Regions from separate parts of the Callithrix jacchus genome. Here region 1 is linked to region 2. Evidence: chromatin contacts called from public Hi-C data. All regions are on one chromosome and are shown on one strand. Each heading gives the region's core, a stretch centred on a gene start, on an enhancer-like site or on the middle of the called end of the contact. The rest is flanking DNA. Distances are from core to core; before and after follow the strand shown. Region 1 holds the start of NXPH3 (neurexophilin 3). Region 2 holds the start of TAC4 (tachykinin precursor 4).

Evidence for each region. Hi-C and Micro-C count contacts between places; a contact is called where the count stands out from the background.
Region 1: a contact with region 2 is called in a Hi-C map of skeletal muscle, with 4 times the contacts expected there. The contact joins the promoter of NXPH3 here to the promoter of TAC4 in region 2. A contact is called at or near these places in 2 of 3 Hi-C or Micro-C datasets (induced pluripotent stem cells and skeletal muscle).

The regions. Positions count from the first base shown.
Region 1 is chr5:116,746,878-116,752,291 of calJac240_pri, reverse strand. NXPH3 (neurexophilin 3) reads left to right here and starts at 3,752. Exons shown (of 2, transcript XM_002748452.7): 1 at 3,752-4,299. The coding sequence starts at 4,246.
Region 2 is chr5:116,473,886-116,478,784 of calJac240_pri, reverse strand. TAC4 (tachykinin precursor 4) reads right to left here and starts at 3,008. Exons shown (of 4, transcript XM_008997392.5): 1 at 2,729-3,008. The coding sequence starts at 2,851.

The sequences.
Region 1 (5,414 bases), core at 2,503-5,002, 270 kb before region 2:
CCGGCTTTCTTTCATCTCTGGCCTTTGCAAGAGTTGCTTCCTCTGCCTGGAAGGTTCTTTCCATTCCCTCCCACCTGGGCAGATTCACACGTCATTTAAGATTAATCTCTCTGCAATTAATCTGTCCATGGCCCCCTCATTTGAATTAGGGTTTCCCTCTGGGCCCCCTTGGTACCCTATACATAACACTCCATCCTAACACTTTAAAATTGCAAATTGCCAGCTAAACATGAGAGATATCAACAATAATAATCTATTCTCGCCTCTCCCCCAGACCTCTCCGCAGCAGCTGGCTCAAGGGCATCACTCTCTCTGCCTTTCAAACCATTAGGAGCCCCATTTCCCATTCATTCACTCGGCACTGCTCAGGTGCCCACTGTGTCGCGTTGTTTTCCTTCCGACAGCACTGGGGAGGGAGGGAGGAGGGAAGCCGTGTAGACAGGATTCTCCAAGGGTCAGAGGGAAGCAGGTGAAAGCATCAGAGGTGCTCAGCAAATGCCCAGCCAGGGTGCAAATGGGCACAGAGGAGGCTGGAGGCAGAGGGGTGGACCTAGAGCACTTGGTTCTGCCCACTTCTCTGAGGACCTGCTGTGAACAGAACATGGCTGAGGAGAGGGGTGGGGAACATGGAGAGTGCGCCTGAACAGCAGACACATCACCTCTAGCACAGCTGTTAGTGTGCTTGGTACACAGAGTTTACTGTGTCTAGGATCCGTCTTCCCACTCTGGGAGTGGCTGGAGGACCCTACATTGGGGACAGTTGTCAAACCTCTGCAAACCCAGTGGTCACGTTTTTGTCTCTCCCTTGCCAGGTCTCTCTGCTGTGGCTCATTCCCTCCTTCCTGACACTCCCCACACCCAGGTCCAGAGGCCACCTTCATCATCATCCCCTGGGTGGAGGCAGGGTCTTATGAAATATGTAGTCCTGGGCTCCTGCCTGCCAACTCAGGCTCCCTGGAATGGGACCCCAGAATATGGGCGGTGCACACTGCACCGTGTCCACTCTGCTTGGACCCTGAGCGTGAGAACCCCACTTCTCCTGCGGTTTCAGGGTCAGCCCCACCTGTTCTCCTAGCCCCTGGCTACTTGTTCATCCCTGGGATCCTTTGGGGGTTCTTTTTCTCTGACCACCTTACCTTAAATGCCAGGGTGCCCAGTGCTCCTCTGGCACCCTCCATACCTCCAGCACCCCAGGCTAGACTTTCTCCTGCCCTTGGATCGCCGACAGTACCCAGACTTGACATAGCCAAAGCTGACCTTGCCACCCTCACCCCAGACCCCATCCTCCTCCCACCTATGGCTCCCACCTTGTCAACTATCCAGCCTGTTGCTCAAGCCAGGGAACTGGGTATCACACCTGACTCCCTCTCCCTTCCTGCCTCACCTCACCAACAACCAAATCCTGATCATTTTGCTTCCTAAAGATGCCTTCCTTCTCCCTGCCCCCCCTCCAAACCACTGCATTCATCTCCTGACGATTTCCTCTCCTCTCCCTTCTAGTCCAGGGAATTCTCCAAAAGCTTTTAAAATGCAAATCTAACTATAATCACAGCCCCCTTAAAACCCTTCAAAGATTCCTCATAAACAAAGGTCCCACACCCTTGACCCTCCATCAGCTAGTCCCAGCCTCCCCTCCTCCCGCTCTGTGCTCCGGGAGCAGCAAACTGCTTCAGTTCCAGCCTCCAGACCTTTAGTCATTCAGTGCCCTCTGCCAGGACTAGCCCTTGCCAGGCAGGCTCTTCCTCACACCCGCAGTCTCACCTCCTCCAGGAAGTCATCTCTGACCCTCCCGCCCCTATCCCCCCCCACCCCGCTTCCTCAGCGCATCTGTAATGCCTTCCTTGTTCAAGGATCTGTTATTCCACTCACCACCCTGAGTTATAATTATCGATTTTCATGTCTCTGTTCCACACTTGCCGAAGAGATCCTTGAGGGCAGGGACGGTGTCCCATTCATCTCTATCTCAACCCCTGGCCTGGCGCCTGGCACGGAGGATAGGCTTGGCCAGGAGGTGATGGATAAATACGGGCGGGGGGACTCAAACAAAGTGAGAGGCAGAAATGACCAAGAGGGGAGTGAGGGCAAGCCTGGCAGGAGGAGCAGGCAGAGCAAACGTGTGGGAAGTGGAGAACTGAGAACTTCCGTTTATTGCACTCCTACGACTGCCCGCCAGCCACCGTGCCTGTGCTTTGTTTGCACATTTTCTCTCATTTGGTTCTTGCAAGAACAGATCAGGAAACGGACATCAGAGAACCAAAGTAACCTGCCCAAGGTCACACAGCCAGGTCTGGAACAGAATCTGGGACTGTCTGGCCTGAAAACCTGTGCTCTTTCTTCTGGGCCACACAGCTCTCCTAGGGACAGGACCTTCTGGAAACCAGACAAGGAGTGGGCCCAGCTACGCCCCCTGCCTAGGAGCACCGGAACCAACTGCCCACACTCAGGCCAACAGCTTCTCTCTCCCAGCCGGACCAGAGGCTCAGAGGCCAAAACAAAGATTTGCCTGTTCCTTCCTCCCCTGGCTTTGGGGGGTCTTTGACTAAACATGTACAACCCCCTCTCCCCCACCACCACCAGGAAAGAGCTGTTGCATCTTGGTATAGCCCAGGGTGCCTGGAAATGCAGGGGGCTCTGTGACGCTGCCTGGGTTTTGCAGAATCTGTCTCCCTCATCGCACTTGGCCCAGGCTGATATTAAGATTCATCTGCATTCCCCGCGCACCCGCCTGGCAGATGGTGGGGGAGGAGGCTGGGTGCGTGCCGGGGTTGCAGCCACGGGACCAAGCTGGGCCTCAGAGGGCCACAGAGCAGAGCGCCCACCCACCACGCTCCTTGGGCCCAGGCCAAGCTGGGACCGCTCTGAATGATGGGGTGCCTCCTCACCTTCATAGCCTCCAAGGGGTGCCAGGACTTGACCTTTTATTTTTCTAAAGACTAAAGGGACCCTGAAATTCCAGAAAGGAGACCTGAAGATACAGAGTAGGGGTGATGGAGGATGGGCCCCCATCTTTGGGAATGTCAGATCAGGGTCGTGTTCTTCCTTCTTGCCCTAGAGGTTTGCAGAGACCCCACTGGGACAGGAGCCCCTCTCAGCCTGGAGGCCCCCGTGGTGTAGAGAGGGTAAGTAGTGAAGAATGACGGGACAGCCTCTAGGACAGCCTTGTCCACCTCACTCTCCAGCTTCTCAGGACCTGCCCAGGGCCCCAGAATCCAGCTGGCCCCTAACAGCCTTTTCAGCCCAGGGCCCAGCCAAATGCTTCCTGTCACAGTGACTAGACCTAGACGGTCCAGGGATTATCTCAGCCCCTCCAAGTAAAGTAGAAGAGGGAAGGAACAGACATCGTAATAAAAGGAGTGCAGGCTAGACACCCAGAAGAACTTCCCTCACCACAGGTTTTGGCTCTTAGAATGGGTTTTGAAAAAAAAGGATCTTTCTGAATTCCAGGACTCCTAGGTTGGGGGCAGGGCAGCAGATTCTCGCTGCCCCTCCGGGGAAACGGGCGCTCTGCCAGAGGCGTGGAAACGGTAGGGTCCGTATCCCCTGGCTCTCCCTTCTTCTCCAAGAGTTACTCCGCCCCCGCGTGCGGTCCCCTTCGGGCTGGAGAGCTGGCGTCCTAGGTCCCCGGGCTGCGGGCCGGCAGGGGAGGAGTTAACTCCGGAGGTACCGGCTGGGCTCACTGTACCTGCCGCCGCCGCCGCCGCCGGTGGGAGGGACGAGGAAGCGGGAGCAGCCTGGGCGCCAGGAGCGCTCCAGTCTGGCGGGGCACAGCGCGGGGAGCGGGCGGCCGGGGCTCCGCGCGGCCGGGGGCGTCCGCCAGGGGGCGCGCCGCGACGGGGCGGGAGAACAGCCTGGTCTGGGGAATTAGCACCAGGACGGGCACGCGCGCAGGTCCCCAGCACATCTGGGCGAAAGCGGCGCCGCTGGAGCCGAGGGGGGCGCCGAGCACAGATCTGGAGCCGCGGAGCCACGGCGCAGCTGGGGCCCTTCGAGGCGCTCGGGGCGCACATCTGGGACCTCGAGTGGGGGCCGCGCCACGCGCAGCTGGACCAGGGGAGGGGGGCGGCGGCAGCACAGCTGGACCGAAGGGGGCGGGGTCGGCCCTGGGCGACCGGCTGAGGGGAGGGCCGCGGGCCGCCGGGGACTGGAGCATGGGACGGCGCGCCTGAAGGAGCAGGAAGGGGACGAAGAGGCCTGGGACCCCGAAAGGAGAAGAGGAGAGCGAGAGGACGAGAGCGGAGGAGGAGGATGCAACTGACTCGCTGCTGCTTCGTGTTCCTGGTGCAGGGCAGCCTCTATCTGGTGAGTGGTCCGCGGGGAGCTGCGCGGAGGGGCGGGGGCCCGGAGGATCGGGGGAGAGCGCGGGAAGCTTGCGAGCCCTGAAACTTTCTCCCTTCCCCCGACATCCCGGGGATGGCGGGGAAGACTGGAGGCTGGGGGAGAGGGCGGGTCCGAGGCCGGAGGCTCGACAGATAGGGTTAATAGGGGCGGGGAGAGGGTGCTTGTCTGGCCCACCCACTCCGCGGCGGGTGGCTGGAGGTGCGACCAGCGCTCGGAAAAAGGCCCGGAGCTGGGTCGCCAGGATTACCCGACCCCTTTCAGGAGCCCCAGGACCTCGGAAGGGGGCCGGGCAGTGGAGCTGGTGACCTGCAGGCTTTTCCCCTGACCTCCGGGATCCAGAGAGCCCGGGCTCTGAGTCCCCCAGAGCGCGGAGCCAGTCCAGGCTGGGGGCGGCCCCCGCGTCCCTCGCTCCCGCCCTCCCTCCCGCTCCCTCCCTCCCCGCCTGTTGTTTTCCTCTCCTCTCCCGGCTGCGCGCAGCCGGAGCCCCACAGGACCTGGGCAGGCGGCTCCCGCCCCGGGCGCTCGCGGCAGCTGAGCGGAGCGCCCAGAGCCCGCTCCCCGTGCACCGGTTCCGCGGCTTCTCGGCGGCCCAGGGCGCAGGGGAACCCCTCCATGAACCCAGCCCGGGGCTAAACTCCCCTCCGACCGAGAGTCCGCCAACCCTCCCGGCAATCCTGTCGTGGAGAAGCCTCAGCCCCGCGTCTGGACCTGCCCCTTTAATAAACAAGCCCGTTGCCACCGCCCCATGCTACTGTGGGAAGAGCCTTCCCGTTCTCACGGCCCCACCTGTGGCCCTTTACCCTTCAGCCACGCAGCCGTGACCCCCAGGAGCCAGTACCTTCAGGTCTGCAGCCCTGAGCCAGTCCCCGAACCTCCCCTCCTAGCTGTCCTTCTACCCCACCCCTGGGGCCTGGCAGACAGGGCCAGCCTGAACTGTGGGGCAGAGACAGATTCGGCCACAGTACACAGTGGCTGGCACCACCCAGGCCAGAACACGGGCATGAAGACCCCACAGCCCCTTGGAACTGTATTGTCCCCACTCCAGTGTCACCAAATCCGGATGCTGCCCAGCTGAG
Region 2 (4,899 bases), core at 1,759-4,258:
GAGTGACAGTGGGTGACATTTATTAGACTGTCTTCACATGTCTGTACCCCCAGTGCCTGACACTGAGCCTGGCACACACACAAGCCCAGCATGTGTGGGACACAGAATGCTGAATGAGGGGTCCTTTCTCTGAGAGTCTGGGATAGGGAAGGGGCTGGAGTCCCCTTTTCCAGGAAGACTAAACATAGAGCCCTAGAGTAATGTGAGCCGCCTGCCAGGAGGCTGGAAGCTGGGGTTGGATCAGAGGCTTTTTCTTCCATCCCCAGTTTCCCTAGGGGTGGCACTGGCGCTCCCAGGACCAGCAGGGACCTGGCAAGGGACAATGGAAACCCTCTTGCCTCTCACAACTTGTCTTGTCCCACCTTTCAGGATCAAGAATGAATTGTTTTCTAAGCCTTGGACTAATTCACTCACTTCCCATCTGCTTCCCTCCCACCCCACCAGGACGTTAGTGGCTGGGGAAGCTACCTTGGGCTGGAATCATCCAGCCTGGCTAAGAACCAGAAAAGTCTCTTTGGAGATTTGGACCCATTTCTGAAAAACTCATGAAAACCACTTTGCCTTGGTAAGAGGTAGCCTTCAGGTGCAAGCTGGAGAGAATGGACACTTATGAATTGAGTAGGACTGACCTTTCTCCCCCTGGGTTTCTGGTGGGGGGGGCAGGGGCATTTGGAGGCATTGGTTCCCATTCATTCCTAAAAGACTCCTGCCCCACCCAGAGATCTCCATATCCATCTAACCCAAATCCCCAGCTCCAGGGATGACTATAGGTGGGGAGCCCCGAGAGCAAGGGAGGTAAGTGATGAGATCATCTCCCATTCCTGTCACCTCATTTTTTTTTTGAGACAGAGTCTTGCTCTGTTGCCCAGGTTGGAGCACAGTGGCACAGGACCACTCACTGCAGCCTCAACTCCCCAGGCTCCACAGATCCTCCCACTTCAGCCTTTCAAGTAGCTGGGACCACAGGTGTGCACCACCATGCCTGGCTAATTTTGTTTATTTTTTGTAGAGACGGGGTCTTTCTGTGTTGCCCAGGTTGATCTTGAACTCCTGGCCTCCAGCAGTCCTCCTGCCTCAGCCTCCCAAAGTGCTGGGATTACAGGCGTGAAACTCCACAGCCGGCCATCACTTATGTTATCCTTAGCATCCCACAGTGTTCCTAAGTTCTTCCTGACTTCTAACCCAGTCTCTCCTCCCATATTCCAAGCCCTGTGTCTTGGGAAGCAGAGGGATATTATATTAAAGGAGAGTGAAAGGAGAATAAGGATTAGACCCAGCTGCAGGAGGAGGTGCTTTTGGGAGGTCGTCTAGCAGTGCTAGTTGTTTATAACAACGTTTCCCATGGGGCTGCATAGTGAGGCGGCATCACCCAGCGAGGCTTCTGTCTCTAGACAAGGTACCTGATGTTTGGCACTGACTCTATAAAGCTTGTCAAAGTTAGAGGAAAGCCTTGCAGGGGTCACTTCCCTCCATTTCTGGAAAGCGGCGGGCGTCAGTGGAGATGCTCCCAGCCCTGCTGCCTTCTCCTCACTGCACACACTGCCAGGTTCAGACAGACCAGAGAGGAAACCCACCATGCAGGACTGTCCATTTGACAGCTCTTCCTGGGTCCCCATTTATTTATTTATTCATTCATTCTTTTGAGACAGAGTTTCGCTCTTGTTGCTCAGGCTGGAGTGCAATTGGTTCTATCTCAGCTCACTGCAACCTCTGCTTCCCGGGTTCAATCAGTTCTCCTGTCTCAGCCTTCCGAGTAGCTGGGATTACAGGCGTGCGCCACTACACCTAGCTAATTTTGTATTTTTAGTAGAGACGGGTTTTCTCCATGTTGGTCAGGCTGGTCTCAAACTCCCAACCTCAGGTGATCTGTCCACCTTGGCCTCCCAGAGTGCTGGGATTATAGATGTGAGCCACTGCGTCCAGCCCCTGTGGCCCCATTTCTAGGTGCTTCTGAGGACCTCACCATGGCCCAGGACTGAAAGCCAAGGTCCACCCCAGTGTCCTCACCATCCTGGAAATGGGAGGCGCCAAGCCCAGTCTTGTCCTGCCTGTCCCCTAGAAGCCCTCCCTGAGCACTGGCCTCTTATTTGTCCGCCTTTGTCTCTGGTTTGTTGGGCTCTCTCCCTTGTCTGATTAGGGGATCCCTGAGGTCAGGATCTTTGCTTCCTCAATCAGACTGTCAGGCAGGAGTGGGGGTAGTGTGGATGCTGGTCATTTCTACATGTGAGAACAAATGGTGGTCTTGTTTAAGTTAATCCTCTTGAAATTCTGGAAAAGCTCCTCAGATGCACAGATACGCAGAATCAGACCTTGGGCAAGGTGTGTAGTTGTGCTTTTGAAGCTGTGCAACCTTGGACAAACTACTTCTCTGTGCCTCAGTTTCCCTATCTATGAAATGGGGGATAATTATGATACCTTCCCCATGAGGTTAATAGGAGGATTGAGTTAATATTTATAAAGTATTTCAGACAGTGCCAGAAATATACCGTGAGTTAAGTAAGTATTTCTTATACCGTGAGTTAAATAAGTATTTCTTGAATACACACACACACTCACGCACTTTGGAGGTCTGCCAGGCCAGGGCTCATAGCCTTGAATCTACTCATGGAAGAGAGTCGAGCAACCTGCCTTACAGGGCACAGCCTGTTCTGGCAGCCACACACGGGATCTTTTGCCCCTCCACCATCCATCATCCCCTGCCCTGGTCAGAGCCTCTCCCCAAAGGTACCTCTAAGGCCACAGTTATCCAGGTCTCTGCTTCAGTGCTGAGTGCCTGTTCCTCTCCACCATCACCTGCCACAGTGCACACGAACAGCTCCATCAGGAGAAGCAGGGCTAGGCAAGGCAGCATGGTGAGCCTGCTCTGCCCCGGAACCCTCTGGGAGCCCCTCTCAGCCTGAAGACGCCTGCTTCCTGCAGGCTTTGGTCCGTTCTTTGGCTCCTTGAGTCTAGGTAGGGGAAACGCACCCTGTTTTCAGGTCCTATTCCTGCTTCCTTCCTTCAGCTTTAACTGATCCCCAGGCAGGTTTCTGTGACTCCCCTCCCTCCCTGGCTGGAAAGGCCAATGATATTAGCAGCTGCTCAGGAGGAGGGATCAGACCTCCAGTGCCCCCGCTAATATTTGATCCCAGGGCTTAACACTCTGATGCAACATCTGCCTCACCTTTGGCTGTGTTTCCCTGGTGGCAGGTGCACAGTGGGGCAGTGTGTGGGGACCTGGGGCTTGCAGCTTCCAGGCTGGAAACCCTGAAGGGACCTTCTCATCTTGGAAATAGGGAGGGGGCCGTATAGCTTCTCGCTTCCTGGTGCTCTGCTCTCCTATACAGAGAGGCCTCTCCCTGGAAATGAGCAGTGTCCCCTCCTGTCTCCTTTTCCTGTCTTTGAGCCCCTCCTCTCCAGCATTCTCCATCAGTAGTCACTGTGTGCATAAGAACACACACAGGGGACAGTCTTGCTCTAAGAGAAATAACACAGTACTTAAAGGAATGAGCCTCCCCACAAGTGGGAATTGGGATTTGCCAGAAAAATGGCTGCAGGTTTCAAGCATCACTGGCTCTAAATGATCTTTCCCCTGTTGTCAAAGTGATCTTTCTAAATCCCTAAACTGACCTGTCTCTCCTGCTCACAACCTTCCAGCATCTCCCCACTGCCCTTGAGTGAATTCAGGCTCCCTAGCATGGTGTTCATGGTCCTTCGTTGAGTTCTTCCTCTCGCCTATCCTTCCATCCATTCATCCATCTGTCCGCTCATCAGTCTAGAACAAGGGCTCTGTGGTCAGAGAGGCCTGGGTTCCATTTCTGGCCCCACTACTAAACAGCTGTGTGACCTTAGGCATATTATTAACTCCTTGAGAATCCTTGTCTGTAAAACAGGATTAATAATAGCACGTGTTTCCAGAGTTTGAGGCTGAAATGAGATGATGCCCAGGAACACAGCACAAGGTATGATGGTCAGTATTTACTACCTGCTGACCAAGCTTACTGTTACAATTATTGGCACTGGGGGGCTGGATGCGGTGGCTCACGCCTATAATCCCAGCACTTTGGGAGGCCGAGGTGGGCAGATCACAAGGACAAGAGATCGAGACCATCCTGGCCAACATGGTGAAACCCTGTCTCTACTAAAAATACAAAAATTAGCTGGGTGTGGTGGCATGTGCCTATAGTCCCAGCTGTTGGGAGGCTGAGGAAGAATTGCTTGAACTCGGGAGGCAGAGGTTGCAGCCAGCTAAGGTTGCACCGCTCCACTCCAGCCTGGGAGACAGAGTGAGACTCTGCTTAAAAACAAACAAACAAACCCACAATTATTGGCATTGGGTGAGGCAGTGGGCTGTGGAAGATGAGTAAGACACTGTCCGCATTCTGTCGCATCTCACAGTCCAGGCACGGAGCCCTCTGGTTGGCTGATAAGCTACGTTTGATTTGACATGTGCCAGCATAGTGGTGGGAGCAAGGGAAGAGCATGCCCTCCTTCCCAGGCCACCCCTACCCCTGTCCTAGGACAGGCTGTTGCCTCTGCGGGACCTCCCTTTCCGCCTGGTGAACTCCCATTCATTCTTAAAGATCCAGTTTAATATTCACCTTTTCCATAGAATTCTTCTGTCTCTTCCGGTCTCCAGCAACAAGTAATTGACTCCTTTGCCAACATCTCCTACTTGGATCTCTATGGCTCCCCACCGGCTGCTGTGCGAGGTTGTGCAGGTTGTGTCCTGCACAAGGCCGGCTGCCGAGGGGGCTAGTGGATGTGAAATGCAACCCTTGCTCTGCTCACTGATCTGCACAGCCTAGCTCGGGGCTGTTCACCCCTGGAAGAAGCAGCTTGGCTCCAGTTCTCAAGGGACAGCTGGGCTGAGGGCACCTCTGCTAGTCAGCCATGTGATTGTTGATTATGCCAGGGTAT